Regions from separate parts of the Danio rerio genome. Here region 1 is linked to region 2. Evidence: chromatin contacts called from public Micro-C data. All regions are on one chromosome and are shown on one strand. Each heading gives the region's core, a stretch centred on a gene start, on an enhancer-like site or on the middle of the called end of the contact. The rest is flanking DNA. Distances are from core to core; before and after follow the strand shown. Region 1 overlaps ubash3ba (ubiquitin associated and SH3 domain containing Ba). Region 2 holds the start of usf1l (upstream transcription factor 1, like).

The links. A called contact is a pair of places that touch in the nucleus more often than the background predicts.
Region 1: a contact with region 2 is called in a Micro-C map of caudal fin, with 5 times the contacts expected there. The contact joins the enhancer-like site here to the promoter of usf1l in region 2. A contact is called at or near these places in 2 of 18 Hi-C or Micro-C datasets (caudal fin and hematopoietic stem cells) and 1 of 4 datasets of contacts at active chromatin or transcription factors (embryo).

The regions. Positions count from the first base shown.
Region 1 is chr5:30,492,781-30,499,591 of GRCz12tu, reverse strand. ubash3ba (ubiquitin associated and SH3 domain containing Ba) reads right to left here. Exons shown (of 14, transcript XM_001923850.8): 2 at 1,520-1,573. Among named protein-coding and RNA genes, the nearest start is that of ubash3ba, 30 kb to the right of the region's middle. Within about 2 kb of position 1,346, at least 11 of the 62 cell types and tissues checked have an H3K27ac peak or open chromatin away from gene starts, as enhancers often do. A contact at or near this core is called in caudal fin, where this site is marked.
Region 2 is chr5:30,415,813-30,423,119 of GRCz12tu, reverse strand. usf1l (upstream transcription factor 1, like) reads right to left here and starts at 4,672. Exons shown (of 11, transcript NM_213194.1): 1 at 4,619-4,672; 2 at 4,100-4,161; 3 at 3,889-3,935; 4 at 1,137-1,255; 5 at 945-1,061; 6 at 717-858. The coding sequence starts at 4,104. thy1 (Thy-1 cell surface antigen) reads right to left here and starts at 6,692. Exons shown (of 4, transcript NM_001313770.1): 1 at 6,589-6,692; 2 at 5,831-5,894; 3 at 5,377-5,700; 4 at 4,792-5,155. The coding sequence starts at 5,870. The coding sequence ends at 5,055.

The DNA.
Region 1 (6,811 bases), core at 97-2,596, 80 kb before region 2:
GAAGGCAACAATATCATGTTATCATAATGATATAATGTGGCAATAAGATCATAACTATACTGTGCATATACACAGTTTCCATATTCATCTATGTAAACACACTAATAAAACATAACATTTAGCGGACACTGTGAAAAAGCTCATTCCCAGCCACTAGACTTTTCTGACAGGGTATTCGAGTGTCATCGAGTGACAGAATGATGTGGGACTACTGTACAGGAGTTATGATTATGCATTATAAATAGTGAAATTATCTAGCGTTTTTATTTTGGTGTTGTTGTTTTTTAAAGCATGGTGGTTTGTTCGTTGTAAAAATTTGTAATAGTGACAAAAATACTAATTTGTGGATCTCCTGACTTCCGTTTGCAGCCGTTGGTGTATTCTGGGAAATGTTCATGCTCCTTGGTTTCGAGTGGGGTCCTGACACATCTCTGTTTCAAGGGCTATCTAGCCCTTCCCCTTAGCCCTACACCTTCAAATTGGGAATTGGTTAAGGAAAAGGGCTAAGGGGTAAAATTGGGATTGGGAAAATTTTGTGAAGTTTTTCCCCATGTACTAAGCCTTAAATCTCCACTTCAGCAGCACTTACAGCAGCAGTTTAACTCATTTATATTCTGAAGGTTATTCATGAGGGATATTTGATTCTACAAAGGTGTTTATTTCTGGCTAGAATTTTTTTCTAATTATGGAGTGATGAGAAAGAAAGATAACCTTCTTTAGAAACTTTTGACTCGAACGTTTCAACAACAAAAAATTAAAAAAAACTGTGACCTAAAAAGACCTAAAAAGTCAGGTTTAAAGTTTAAACCTGACTTAATCCAATGTTCAGATTTTTGTGCTAGAAATGTATGCAAATTAGTGCAGATTTACCTAAATAATTGATCACTAGCATATATAAGCATTTTGTATATGAAATGTTTTAAATACCAAATAATATTTTTTTTTATGATAACTAGTAGTTTGTTGGTTGTCTTTTACCCTTTTCAACTTCAGTGGAACTCAAGCACATATCTTTTTTTTTTATAGGAAGAGTTCTACCAAAAATGAAAATTATTTTATCTCTAACATGCTTTACTTGATCCAAGCCTGTATGGCTTTCTTTCCTCTCGAGAAAAGCTGACACTTCTATAGTGTCTGAATGCCAATGGTTACAAGTTTCCAGCTTCAAAATATCTTCTTTTGTGTTCAACAGAAGAAAGAAACCAATAAAGGCGTATAACCACTCAGTTAAATGTAATGATGTGTACATATTGGGAGCTTTTTCGTTTTGGAGTGTACCATCCCTTAAACAGATCAGCTGTAAACACATTTCCAATTCCCCACCGCCAGAGGGCAGCAGTAAACCATTACAACGTGAAGCTGATTTCATCTGTATAAGTGATCAGGTCTAATGTAATGATTCTAGAATAAAACGCATTACCATTTTAAAGCTCAGAGAGAGTGTGTGTGGCTCAGGGCACAACATGGTTCATGTGCATACGTGTCTGTGTGTGGGTGTGTGTGCACATGCAAAACTCACCAGTCACAGGCTGCTTGTACATTTCTGCCCCCAGTCGAAACCAGAGCTTTTAGCCTGTAACAGAGAGAGAGAGAGAGAGAGAGAGAGAGAGAGAGAGAGAGAGAGAGAGAGAGAGAGAGAGAGAGAGAGAGATCAGCTCAATTGCTGTACTGGTCACAAAATCAATGGCCTTCTTTCCGGAGGATGTTTATCAGTACATTAGTGCTAAGGAGTTTTCTCAGAGATCTGATTTCTCAGAGATGTTCCTCAGTAGTCCACATCTCGGTTTAAGAATATATGGTTTATCGTGCATGAAATCACACTTATGCAGGCTAAGCAAGCTCTGTGATAAGAGTCTAGACCGTCTCCTGAACATCACTGGGAAAGCTGGATAATCACTTATTTATGGACATTTATGAATATTAAAGAGGCTTACTTTTGCAGATTATTTTAAAGAGGGTCATATGAGCCAAAGCAACCTATAAGAGTTGAAGCATACACTGGGAGCAATAAAAGGATGAGTAATATTCCTCAAAAGTTTAGGTATTAGATATAGAGATCTTTATCGCACGAAGAAAGTACAATTATCTATAAATAGGAATATTTTTTATTATGTATACAATATGTATTTTAATAAATATAATATTTTTTAAATTTAATACAAAACAACAATAAAAAAAAATTATGTGTGCCAAATTAGTTTACTGTCACCTATCATTTTTATTTAAAAATATAAAAATAAAATATAAATAACAAAAAATAAAATACCTAAAAATCTAAAAATGTATTGACAAATTTATATTGATAAATACAAGAAGTAATTTTTTTAAAAGGGTACCTACAGAAATCGTAATGTTACAATAACTGAAAAAAAATTCAATCTGTAATATTTTTCTTAAACACTTATTTAAAATAATAAATTTTTCTGATCAAGTCACATGAACGTTTTCTTACCATTTTGTCTAACACAAATAAACATTTGTAATTAAATAATAATAATAATAATAATATTTAATGTTTTTTTATTGTTTCATTGCAGATAAATGCAGGTTTGGTGAAGTGAACCTTTTTAAAAAAGCACACCGACCTAATTAAGTTTAAACGGTACATAATATACACTTAACTTAAAAAAATAACTCATTGGACAAAATCTATTTAAATTTAATAAATTTATTTAGCAACAGCTAAAAGACTATTTACACAATTAAATGCAATCGAGTCGATCCAACATGATTTTATCAAATAAAAGTTTATTTTATAGTTTTTATTTTTACTTAAACTCAAAGGTCTGATAATATCATGCATGTCTACTATGTGTTGAACATTTCAAAGTCTCTTAGTTTTATTTAAAGTTATCCTTAATGAACTAAAACAGCCATTTTAAGCATATTTCATGAGTTACAGTTGATTGAGACGCATTTTAGGACAGTTATTGCTCACTGAGCAAAGCAACAAACCAATTTTGTGTAAATTAAGCTGCCAACACCCGAAGCATGGGCGCTTTAGCAAGGTGGTAATCTCAAAACTCAAAGCATTACATAAAAATCTTCAAAATCTTCGAAATAAAGTGAAGATTAAACTCTTACAAGTCGTTGTATTAACTTTCAACACCTTATATTACTTTTATTGTCAACATTTCCCTCTCTTAAATCAATCCCACAACAAACTACAAATCCCCTAACCCAGAAGTTGGACCAACACAAAACGCTTAAGTGAACTTATTGGTTTACAAATTTAAGTGGACCGAACATAAAACAAATAAATTGACCAAAGAAATGACAAGAATTGTGTTGTTGTATCTCATTTTAAATAAGTAGTTGAGACAAGCAGCAGTAATCTTTTTTTTTTTTTTTTTTTGAGTGTATGCTATATTTCAGGAGTGAAAGAAACACCCTCTAAATTTACCACCACTGCATTTCACAAATGTACACCCAGCCCGACTCATTTAGCAGGTGTCTGCCTTAAAAAGATCAGTGTGGAAAATAATATCTCTTGGTCTGTGGTTTGAAAACTGTGATGAAAAAGGAAATGTCGCTGTCTCTCTCAGTTCATAAAACGCTCCCCACAGTCTCCTCTCTGTCTTGAGTTCTCCTTTATTCTTGGTTTTTCATCATACAGAACTCAAAGGCGTAATTAAAAGCTATCTGACACCTATACAGAACAATAATTTCACAAAGTCACAGTCAGACCCCCTTTTATTTGTGCAAGGCCTCTCTATTTCATGCGCGCACACACACAGCTTGAAGAAGTCCATTATTGGTGGGGATAATTACATAATCTTCTCATGTGTAGGATGATAATATTTCCTCGGTTCACATCTATACTGCAAAACGACATCTAATCCAATCTAAGGTCACGCTAAACGCACTATGTCATTTCCTCGTGTGTCAGCTGACATCTCGAAGGCTTTTTTTTTCATGAGCCAATTAAATTATCCTCTAAATCTAATTAGTGTCTTTTTATAAAAGCTCTAAAAATCACACAGTCTGACTGACTCTCAGGGGAAACGGATCTGTCTGAAAACTTGCAGTCAAACTGAAAACGCAGCCTGAGGTTTGAAGAAAGCAGAAAAAACAAACAAACTAAATTACAAAAAGCTGAGTTTTTTGATAAGTGATGAGTATTTAGTGGAAATACAAACTGCTGTGGAGACGCATTCAGTCTCACGTGACCGCCGACATTCAGTTTCCACTAGCTCAGGATCGGAAAAAGTGATTCACAAACTGATATGGGAAATACTACGAATGAACCAGAGTGACATTTGACTACGAGGCTATAGACGTGCTTTTCTCACACCTAACAAAAAAGGCAATGACAAGACTCAAGAACAGAGAAGTCACACGTCAGAGATCAGGGAAATGCAGATTATGCGGATTGTTCAAAGTACAGGAAGCCTTTGCTGATCACACTATACTTATCAGACAATGTACTGTATCAAAGCATCACAAGCAAACAAACCTTAATGTTTACTGGATCCAATTCTGCTTGTTGTTGCAAATGTTAAAGAGTCTGCATCATAAAAGTATAATAAAGTATAAATAACAGTTGAAAAGTAGTAGGTATAGGACAATATGGTAATAAAACTATATTATAGGTTGTGTTTTTTTTAAAGGTAACGTGATGACAAAACTGAGCATTTTTAAGGCTCTTTTATCCAGTCTTCAGTGTCGCATGATCTTACAGAAAACAGTTGATTCAATCCATTTTTTTTACTCGTTTCAAATGTCAGAAACTTTGCCTCAAACTTTTAATACAAATAATTCATATACACAATATAAAAACACAAATATACATAAACATACTCTCACTGGCCATTATATTAGGTACACCTAACTAGTACAGGGTTAGACCCACTTTTACCTTCAGAACTGCATCAACACTTGTGGCATAGATTCAATAAGGTACTGGAAATATTCCTTCGAGATTTTGATCCATATTGACATAATAGCATCACAAAGATGCTGCAGAATCTCCCGTTCCACCACATGGCAAAAATGCTCTATTGGATTGAGATCTGGTAATTGTGGAGGCCATTTGTGAACAGTGAACTAATTGGCATGTTCAAGAAACCAGTCTGAGATGATTCACGCTTTATGACATGGTGTGGAAGCAGCCTTCAGAAGATGGGTACATTGTGGTAATAAAGGGATGGACATGAGGTACAATACTGAGGTATGCTGTGGCGTTGGCATGATGCTCAATTGGTACTAGTGTGCCAAGAAAATATCCCCCACACTATTACACCACCACCAGCAGCCTGAACCGTTGATACAAGGCAGGATGGATCCATGCTTTCATGTTGTTAACCCAAAATTCTGACTCTACCATCTGAATATTGCAGCAGAAGTCGAGACTCATCAGACCAGGCAACATTTTTCCAATCTTCTTTTGTCCAATTTTAGAGAGCCTTTGGGAATTGTAGCCTCAGTTTCCTGTTCGTAGCTGACACAAGTGGCACCCCGGTGTGGTTTTCTGCTGCTGTAGCCCCTCCGCCTCACGGTTTGACATGTTGTGCATTCAGAGATGCTCTTCCGCATAGCTCAGTTGTAACAAGTGGTTATTTGAGTTATTGTTGCCTTTCTATCAGCTCGAACCAGTCTGGCCATTCCCCTGTGCCATCAACAAGGCATTTGTGCTCCCAGAATTGCCTCTCACTGGATATTTTCTCTTGTTCGCAACATGCTCTGTAAACCCTAGAGATGGCTGTGCATGAAAATCCCAGTAGATCAGCAGTTTACGAAAAACTCAGACCAGCTCGTCTGTCACCAACAACCATGCCACGTTCAAAGTCACTTAAATCACCTTTCTTTCCCATTCTGATGCTCGATTTGAACTGCAGCAGATCATCTTGACCATGTCTGAAAAACCTAAATGCATTGACTTGCTGCCATGTGACTGACTGATTAGAAAAATTGCGTAAACTAGCTGTTGGACAGGTGTACATAATAAAGAGGCCGATGAGTGTATACACATACATTTACATATACACACACATACAAAATTAGAGTAATGTTAAATGTCTAAATGTATGAGTGTTCAAATTTATTTATGATTATTCATATTTATTTTCACACTGCTACGATTAAATTACCCAATTCACCACTACACAAACGGCCCTGCAGTTTCTTCACAAGCCCGACCTTCACTTCAACAAAATAAATCAAATCATTTTGTGGTAGACAAGTGTAGCTCAGAATTTGTAATTTGCAATAGATACAGTACATATTTATCATATTTACATTTATACATCGTTTCATGTTCAGGATTATATTCATGCGCTACTTTTTCATGCATTTAGCATCCTTGGTTATATTTAAAAAAAATAAATAATTACTGCAAAAGTCACCAGTGTATGCATTTTTGTGTGTAGTAATCCAGTTCACAGTCTCCGCACAGCGCTCAATTACTCTATATTTAGTTAGGCTTCCCAGAGAATATGGTCATCAAGCCAGCTAGCCCTCAGGGCCCAGAGCCACAAAGCATGCTGGGATGGGGAAGCCCATGATGCACGGCCATATGGCTATGAATGTATAAACATATATGCACAATTACCCCCAAAAACACTGCAAAGATCCACACATGCCATGTATACATTCACAAGCTAAAAGCGTATGAGGAACCATGTACTGTATGTATTGCCAAACTGTGTTCAAAGACTGGATAATCACACGCACACACAAACTCCGGACATGAACACACACACCATATGGCATAGTTTATGACATCCAAGCATGGTGAGACACATATTCAGACTTTCATACATGCATGATCAAGTTCAGATGCCTGTGCAGTCACGCATTCACATATGTATCA
Region 2 (7,307 bases), core at 3,423-5,922:
AGTTATTTTAGAATTCTCTGTAAATTCTTGCTAAATCTAACAAAATATACACACTCAAAAACCCTGCAAACCCCCATACTCCAACAACTGTGTCAAATGAGTTGTTTTGAAGTTGGAATGATGGCTGCTTTTGAATCACTGCTTCATGAAGCTATGAAACTTTTTTTTTTTTTTTTACAAACCTTCGGCTTCAAATCAGTGGCGCATGTATTGTATTGTCAAGTTGATGTCAGATTCGGTAGATAACAACAGTTTTGAAAGTTGAATGGTTCTCCACTTGAGGGCGCACTGTGTAACACCAATAAATTCTTCATTCAGATTGCCCCCAGTGGTGAATCATTGAAAAGGTTTCATAGTTTTTACCTGATCTCAGATGAGTTTTATGAGTTTGTAGACGTTTTAATGAGAAATTTGCTGAATTAAAAGGAACAATAGTTAATAATAGTCTCTTGTTGAACAGTTACAATCCCTGAAAATTTCTAAAGAAAACATCTCATGCATACACTTAACATTCAATGCTATAACATACGCTAAGTGCATTTATAGGTTTCTCTTTCAATTTAAAATTTGCAATATGTTTGGAAAGATCAATTCAAACGTGTGTTTTGTGTACATTTTTGTTGTCCCTAGAATGTGCTGTTTCGCAACATGATTCACTGTTTCAAAGCATGCAAAGCAAATGGTTACATTTCTTCCCCATCACTAATGCATTTTACCTGCAGAAGTAGGCTGAGATAGTACCGAATCAGCTGTCTGGAGACCGGTTACCATGGCACCAGCAGTTGTGTCAGAGAGGGTGGCAGGATAGTAGTACTGAGTTTCAGATGTTTCTCCCTCCACACTCTCCGACATTACAGTCTATAAACACATGCACACATTAACCTACTGAAACAACCTTTTTTTCTGTCTATCTATAGGTAGAAAAGACCAGATATATTACTTACAGGAGGTGTGGCTGCCTGTGTTGCTGTGGGAAACCCAGTCACCACACTGACTGCTGCAGCTCCATCTGCATGGCCTTCGACCTGCCCATCAGCCAAGTGGATGACGCGATATGTAACCTGAACCATTGGGATCAGAGATTGAATAATCATATCTCATTATCTATGTGTACAGTGTGTGAATATGCCATTTACCTGTCCCCCTGTTGCTTCCGCTTTTAGAAAATGATACTTAATTTGCTGGTCTGTTGAAAATGCAGCAGCTGATTGGATGGCTGTGACTGCAAGTGAATCATCTGTTGTGTCAGCAACACCTGATAAAGCAATACCTGGAAGTTACTGTAAGGTAACAACAACTCCTTAGAAACTATTAATTAGTATAAGGTTTTTTTTGCAGTTGAGAGGTCATGTCTTAGATCAGTGATAGTTTAACTGACCACTGAATGTGTTTTTTAGTCTCGTTGGAGAGACCATGTTTAATTTGCTTCCAGATCTGTAATCCCACACACATAGATAATCCAAACCCTTATGACCAGTGAGGCAAAAAAACATTCATTATGCCCTAACAAGACCACATAATGAGGTCTGGGTAAATTATATAGTTTTAAAAGAATCAATTCAGAGTTTTGGGCACTCAATAATGCATGGGATAAAAAGAACAAAAACTGACAAAGATTTCATGGTCATGGCCGACAGTTTTGTTGGAATAAATTTTGATTTGGCAAGCTTCAAATCATACATGAAAATGTAGAGGCACCATATAAATCAAAAGTTCAACGTGGTTTATACCAAGGCTCAGTACTTGGACAGTTGAATTTCAATGTGTGGATGTACTTAGTATTAGGATTGCGTGGTTTACCGGTATTATTGTAGTATCATGATACTATGGCTCCAAAATACTGGCGGTGCCACTGTGGTTTGTAAACGATTGCATCATCATTAACGGTCTGTCTACAATACTTAATGTTGCATGTGGAAAACTCACTAAAATGCTCACATTGTTATGCAACAATAGACCATTTTATTTGAATAATCTGTGGAGCACTTTAAGGTTGCAAAACTGTGTAGAATTAATGCCTTTTATGGTAGCCTGTTGCACATTTTCCTAATGCTTCAGTTGGAATTCAGTTGAATTACTTTGGATTCTTACCTGATAAGACTAAAAAAAAATGAATGAAAAACTCAAGAGCAACAGAAAACAATTTTTGTCCACTTCATGAAGCCTAATTTGCTCTTTTTGTAACAAAGTTTGTTCTGTATAATTTGTATCTTTATTTTAATGTATTTTTTGTTGGTCAGTTATCTACAAAATAAACAAAAAGAATAAATGCATTTTAGGTGAAGTGAAAAGCAATATTTTTTCAACAATAAGAGTATTATGAATTCAATTCAAGTAATCCTAATATAACATAATACAGTATTTCTGACAATTTTCTTTAGTTCATAGATTTGAGTTATGAGTTACAGTACTGCAGTACTAAACATGATACTTCAGCTGGTATAGTATCGTAATGTGAATTAATGGTATCGCGACAACCCTACTTAGTAAATATCATTAAGAAACTCAGAGTGAGTTTTCAGTTTGTAGATCTACATTTGTGTCGAGTGGCTGGTCTATTTCTAAACACAGAGAAAACAAAAAAGACCTTGCGGTGGAAACAGGACGTAGTTTTAGATACTATGGTTGATAACCACCAGATTGAATTAGTGGAAAGTTATAGGTACATAGGTACTATTATTGATAATTTAAATTTTAATGAAAACATGGAAAGACTAGTAGGACAGGACAACAAAGACTTTATTGTCTGCGGAAATTAGCGAAGATTTATATTTATAGATATATAGGATCCATTTAAAATTGATTTGTTGGTTTGCTTCTATAAAAGTAAAACAGAAGAACTCAATGTCTAAAGTTTCAAATACCTGCAGCAAAGTATAAGGTGTTAAAGCACCAGGGTTATGCTAGTTGTATGAAAGCCAGGTGTTAAACACAGCCCAGATTACATCTGATATAGTCCATCCTCTTTTTGATTCATTTCAAATACTTCCCTCAGGATCTCGGTAAAGGGTCTCTTTGGCAAGGACCAACAGATTTAAATTTTCATTTGTTCCTTGTGCGATTGATTTGCTGAATTTTAATGGGAAGAGGTAGTAGCTGTTTAGTCATATTAATGCCGTTAAAAGTTTGTCTTAAGTGTGTAGTATGATATACATTTTGTAAATCTAGTGTGCGGCAGAACAAATCACCCCAATTGGCCACAGTAAAGTTTACAGTAACAGTATTTGAGGCTTAATGAAATGTACCAATAAAACTTTACAGATCCTACAGTTGATTTTAATTTGATGACTAGTAATTTTTTTGATTCTAAATTTATAAAAAAAAGGGGATTTTCCGTCAGTAAATTACATATGAATTATGTCTATTGCAAAAAAAAAAAAAAAAAAAGGTAATTTATTATTTTTATGAGCTCACATCTAGAGTATTATAAAGTGTTACAAGTTTGTTCCCTCACAAGAATCTACTGCTGGTTAAACTGCATATAACTTGGAGAACAAGCAGTTGTGTCTCATCTGACAGTTTGTGAAACACTGATTTAGAATTTAACTGATTCAATATTTAACTAAATCAATCTAGAACACGACATAACTTTCATTAGTTTAACCACTTATTGCCAGAATTTACTCGTTTCAAACTAATGAAATTTGACAAATTTTAAATAAGGTGGCAATGAAATAAATGAAAATTTACTTTTTTTGGCAGGCTGTCAAAAGCCATTTGGTTCATGTGTTTACACACACTCGGTTTAGCACTAGATGGTGCTACACAGACTGCAATCGGTCACAGTTAAATCGAAACTAAAGAGCCCTACCCAAACATGTTTGTTAATATTCCTAAACAAAACAAAACAAAACACTAAATGACAAAAATTATTAAATTTCATCTCACCGTCCTGCAGTATAGGAGAATCTTCAGGATCAGAACCCTTCCGTTTTCTTTTTTTTTTTTTTTAAAGAAAGAAGATTATGCATATATTATTATAGTTTCATTAAATTTACATAAGCAAGCTTAAGGTACATGTTTATACAACAATGTAAACATAACTTTAGGAGTGTTAAAAAAATAAACAGTGCCTCAAGTTTGATATTTAGAAACTTACGTCATATTTGTGAGCAAATATTGATCTGTGGTTCAGCTGATGACCTCAAACGTAAAAATCCACTGTAAAAAAAATGGACAATAATATTCAATGTTTGCAACTAACGCATGATACAAACGAATATTAAAAAAAGCAAAGCAGGTGTGGCGTCGACATAAGTTAACGTTAGTATTTTTACGCCGCTGCGTTAAAAGTCCCACCATACTACCAAAACGTTGACAAACCTCATGCAAAGCTATAAAAAGCGCACCATCCTAACTGATAAAGATACAAGTTCTCCATAAGCCACTTTCTGCACATAGATGCGAGGTTAATTATATCAGCAGCACAAGAATTAGTCACGATTAACTACCAACACACCGCCGCATTTAGCATACAAGCTAACGCCAGGTAAACAAAGAGAAATGCAAACAACTCGCAAAAAAAGTTGAGCTAAAACCCATCTACAAGAGTAATTACGGTGTCGTGCCCACCAAAATGAATAAAACAATAACCTGGTTAACATCTAATACGAGTTACCCGTTTGTCTTTGGCAGCAAACATTCAAGAGACAGAGGCACTCTTGCGCATGTGCCGCAACCTTTAAAGCTTAAATGTTAGCACTAGAGGGCGCCATCAGCCTCACTGTTGTGCCAGTGTGTCGAGTAGGGTTTATAAGGGCATGTTTATGACTTGACTCTTCACCACACCAATAGGGAGTACAATAATATTTTATTTCAGAATAATTAAAACAATGCCAAGCATTTGGTTCACATTTACAACAGCACATGTTATTTAAAAAGGACATGCATGATATAACAGTGTTTGACATCAGCACAACCTGAACCAGTGTACACACACAAATTAAAACAGTCAGAAGACTTTGGATTTCAGAATTATATGAAACTTCTGCAAGATAGAGGATTGAGAATAAGTTTTGTGGGAGTAGAGTTATTTCAGGAGATCCAATTCATGCTCACAGAAGCTCTGACAACAGTGGGAAAGTGAGGAAGGCCAACAGGAACGCTACTCCACTGTGTTGCAAAACACTCCACGCTGAACAGGTCTGAAGCTTACCTGGGAGGAAGTAAAAAGAAGAACATCAGCCTGATCACCATCTGCCAGTCACATTCATTTCCATGCAACAGAGGAACTTGCTTGTCAGTTCCAAGTGATTATGATATTTAGCATTTATGGAAGTTACACACTCTACTACTACTACTACTACTACTACTACTACTACTAATAATAATAATAATAATAATAATAAAAGACACCAAGTTAAAGTTTGCTCTTACTCTTGTCCACAGTTTGAATGATTGACACCGGTGAGGCAGTCTGTCTGATAAAGCAAGTGTAGTTTGCAGGTTTGCTATCTGGTAAACCCTTCAAATACAGGTCACACTTGTTATCAGTAATGGTGACATTGGCACGGTTCCTGAACGTGCTGTCTGGTGTGCTGCTGCTGTTGGTACTGCCAATCAATTTATTGTCAGTCATGTAGTAGCATGTTTTTGAGAGCTTGGTGTCTGGAGCTGGAGTGAAGGTGCAGGACATTTGAAGGTTTTGGTCTTTAGTCAAGCAGGATGTAATCCTAAGGGATGTCTGGGCAGTAACAACACCTAAAAAAAAAAAAAAACAATCATAACACAGCTTAGTTTTGAGGTGTAACCTTTTAGGAATACTGGTACAAAACAGACACTCAAATAATAATGCTAATAATAATAATAATGTTCCTTTATTGAAATTTACCAAGTAAAAAGAGAGTGGCAAAGGCAGTGTAGCACAACATCCTGATCACGGTGCACAGCAAAACCTGAAGCCAAAAGATGACATGTTAGGCAATACACAATAATTGAACCGATTACGTCAATACTGCATAATGTACAGAAAGCTTAGGAGATGTGGTTAAAGGGCTTAAAGCAAATTAGATGCATGTGCGAAGTTTAAAAGGGGATAAAAAGTTATTCCTGGCAGGGTCCAGACTGCCATAGTTGTGGCAAATATGGGTGTGGTCATGACAAGCAAACAAACAAAAATCTGTATTTTAACACATTCCATATCCATTTCTACACAAGTAGGCTACTAATACATTTAAATACACAATTAACGCACAATATGCATGGACCCCACCTTAATGACCCCTTGACTTAAGGTCAATGATAACACTGATGCCCGAAGAACTCCCCTACATATGAATCTTTTCTTAAAACTGAACTTGTGATTCTTCTGAAACCTTTGGGGGGAAAAATGCCTCGCGCTTCTGCAGTAATCTAAAAGTAGTTAGGAAGCCCTAGAGACCCATTTAAACACGTCTTTCCTCTTTCATTTAAAGCAATAAAGTGTATCGTTTAAACATAAATGCATTTTCTGGCGTTAGGAACATAAGTCAAGATAGCAAACACATTTATTGTGTTTGATCGCTACACGTACCAGTTTTAGTGGCGTCTTTGAGATTGATGTCAATACACGTTACAAAAGAAAGCTAATTAGACTGATGCAGTTCTTACCTTATCCTTCTTTGCTCAAGAATGCTAGAGATGTTGCGTTATAGACACAATACCCTCAGTAGTGATCCCTTCAGGAAGGCAGAGATTAAGTAAGGGGAGGCTGCACGCCCACTTAAGCTACATCACGCCTTGTCATTAGAAAAAATGACGACGACCTGCCCATTACGACCAGCTGAAACTTGTGTACGAGTTACAATTCAAGAAATCAACAAGATAGCAATTAGAAAATAACCCGGGCTTCTTTGTTGAGCAACTTTGTTTAAAAAAATCGCCACACGCTTTAAATAAGCCTCACTTTTTTACTGTTCACTTGAAAAAAGTATTACAAGGTTGATTTTGGACTGGGTTACAGAAGTAGTTCAAATGAATAAAAATACGTTAAAAGCCATCCGTTTGATTATAATGTTGTCTACATTATTGATGTTGTTTACAAGCATGCATTTAAAGGAATATTTCAACTAAACACCAAGCCAACACAATCTCTCCCAAGTCATGTATGATTTTCTTCTTGGACAAAACAGAATATACATTTTATTAAATAATGTCCTTGGTCTTTCTCCTCGCTACAGGTTAGAAAGTTTTATATGTATTTTTTTTCTGGGAAATCGAATCGCTTTACGAAAGCATTCATTAACACACTTAAGTCAGATTACTTATAGAATGACTGGTTGTGCTTTTAAGAGTTTCAAAATCATTTGTATCATTCACTGTCATTCACA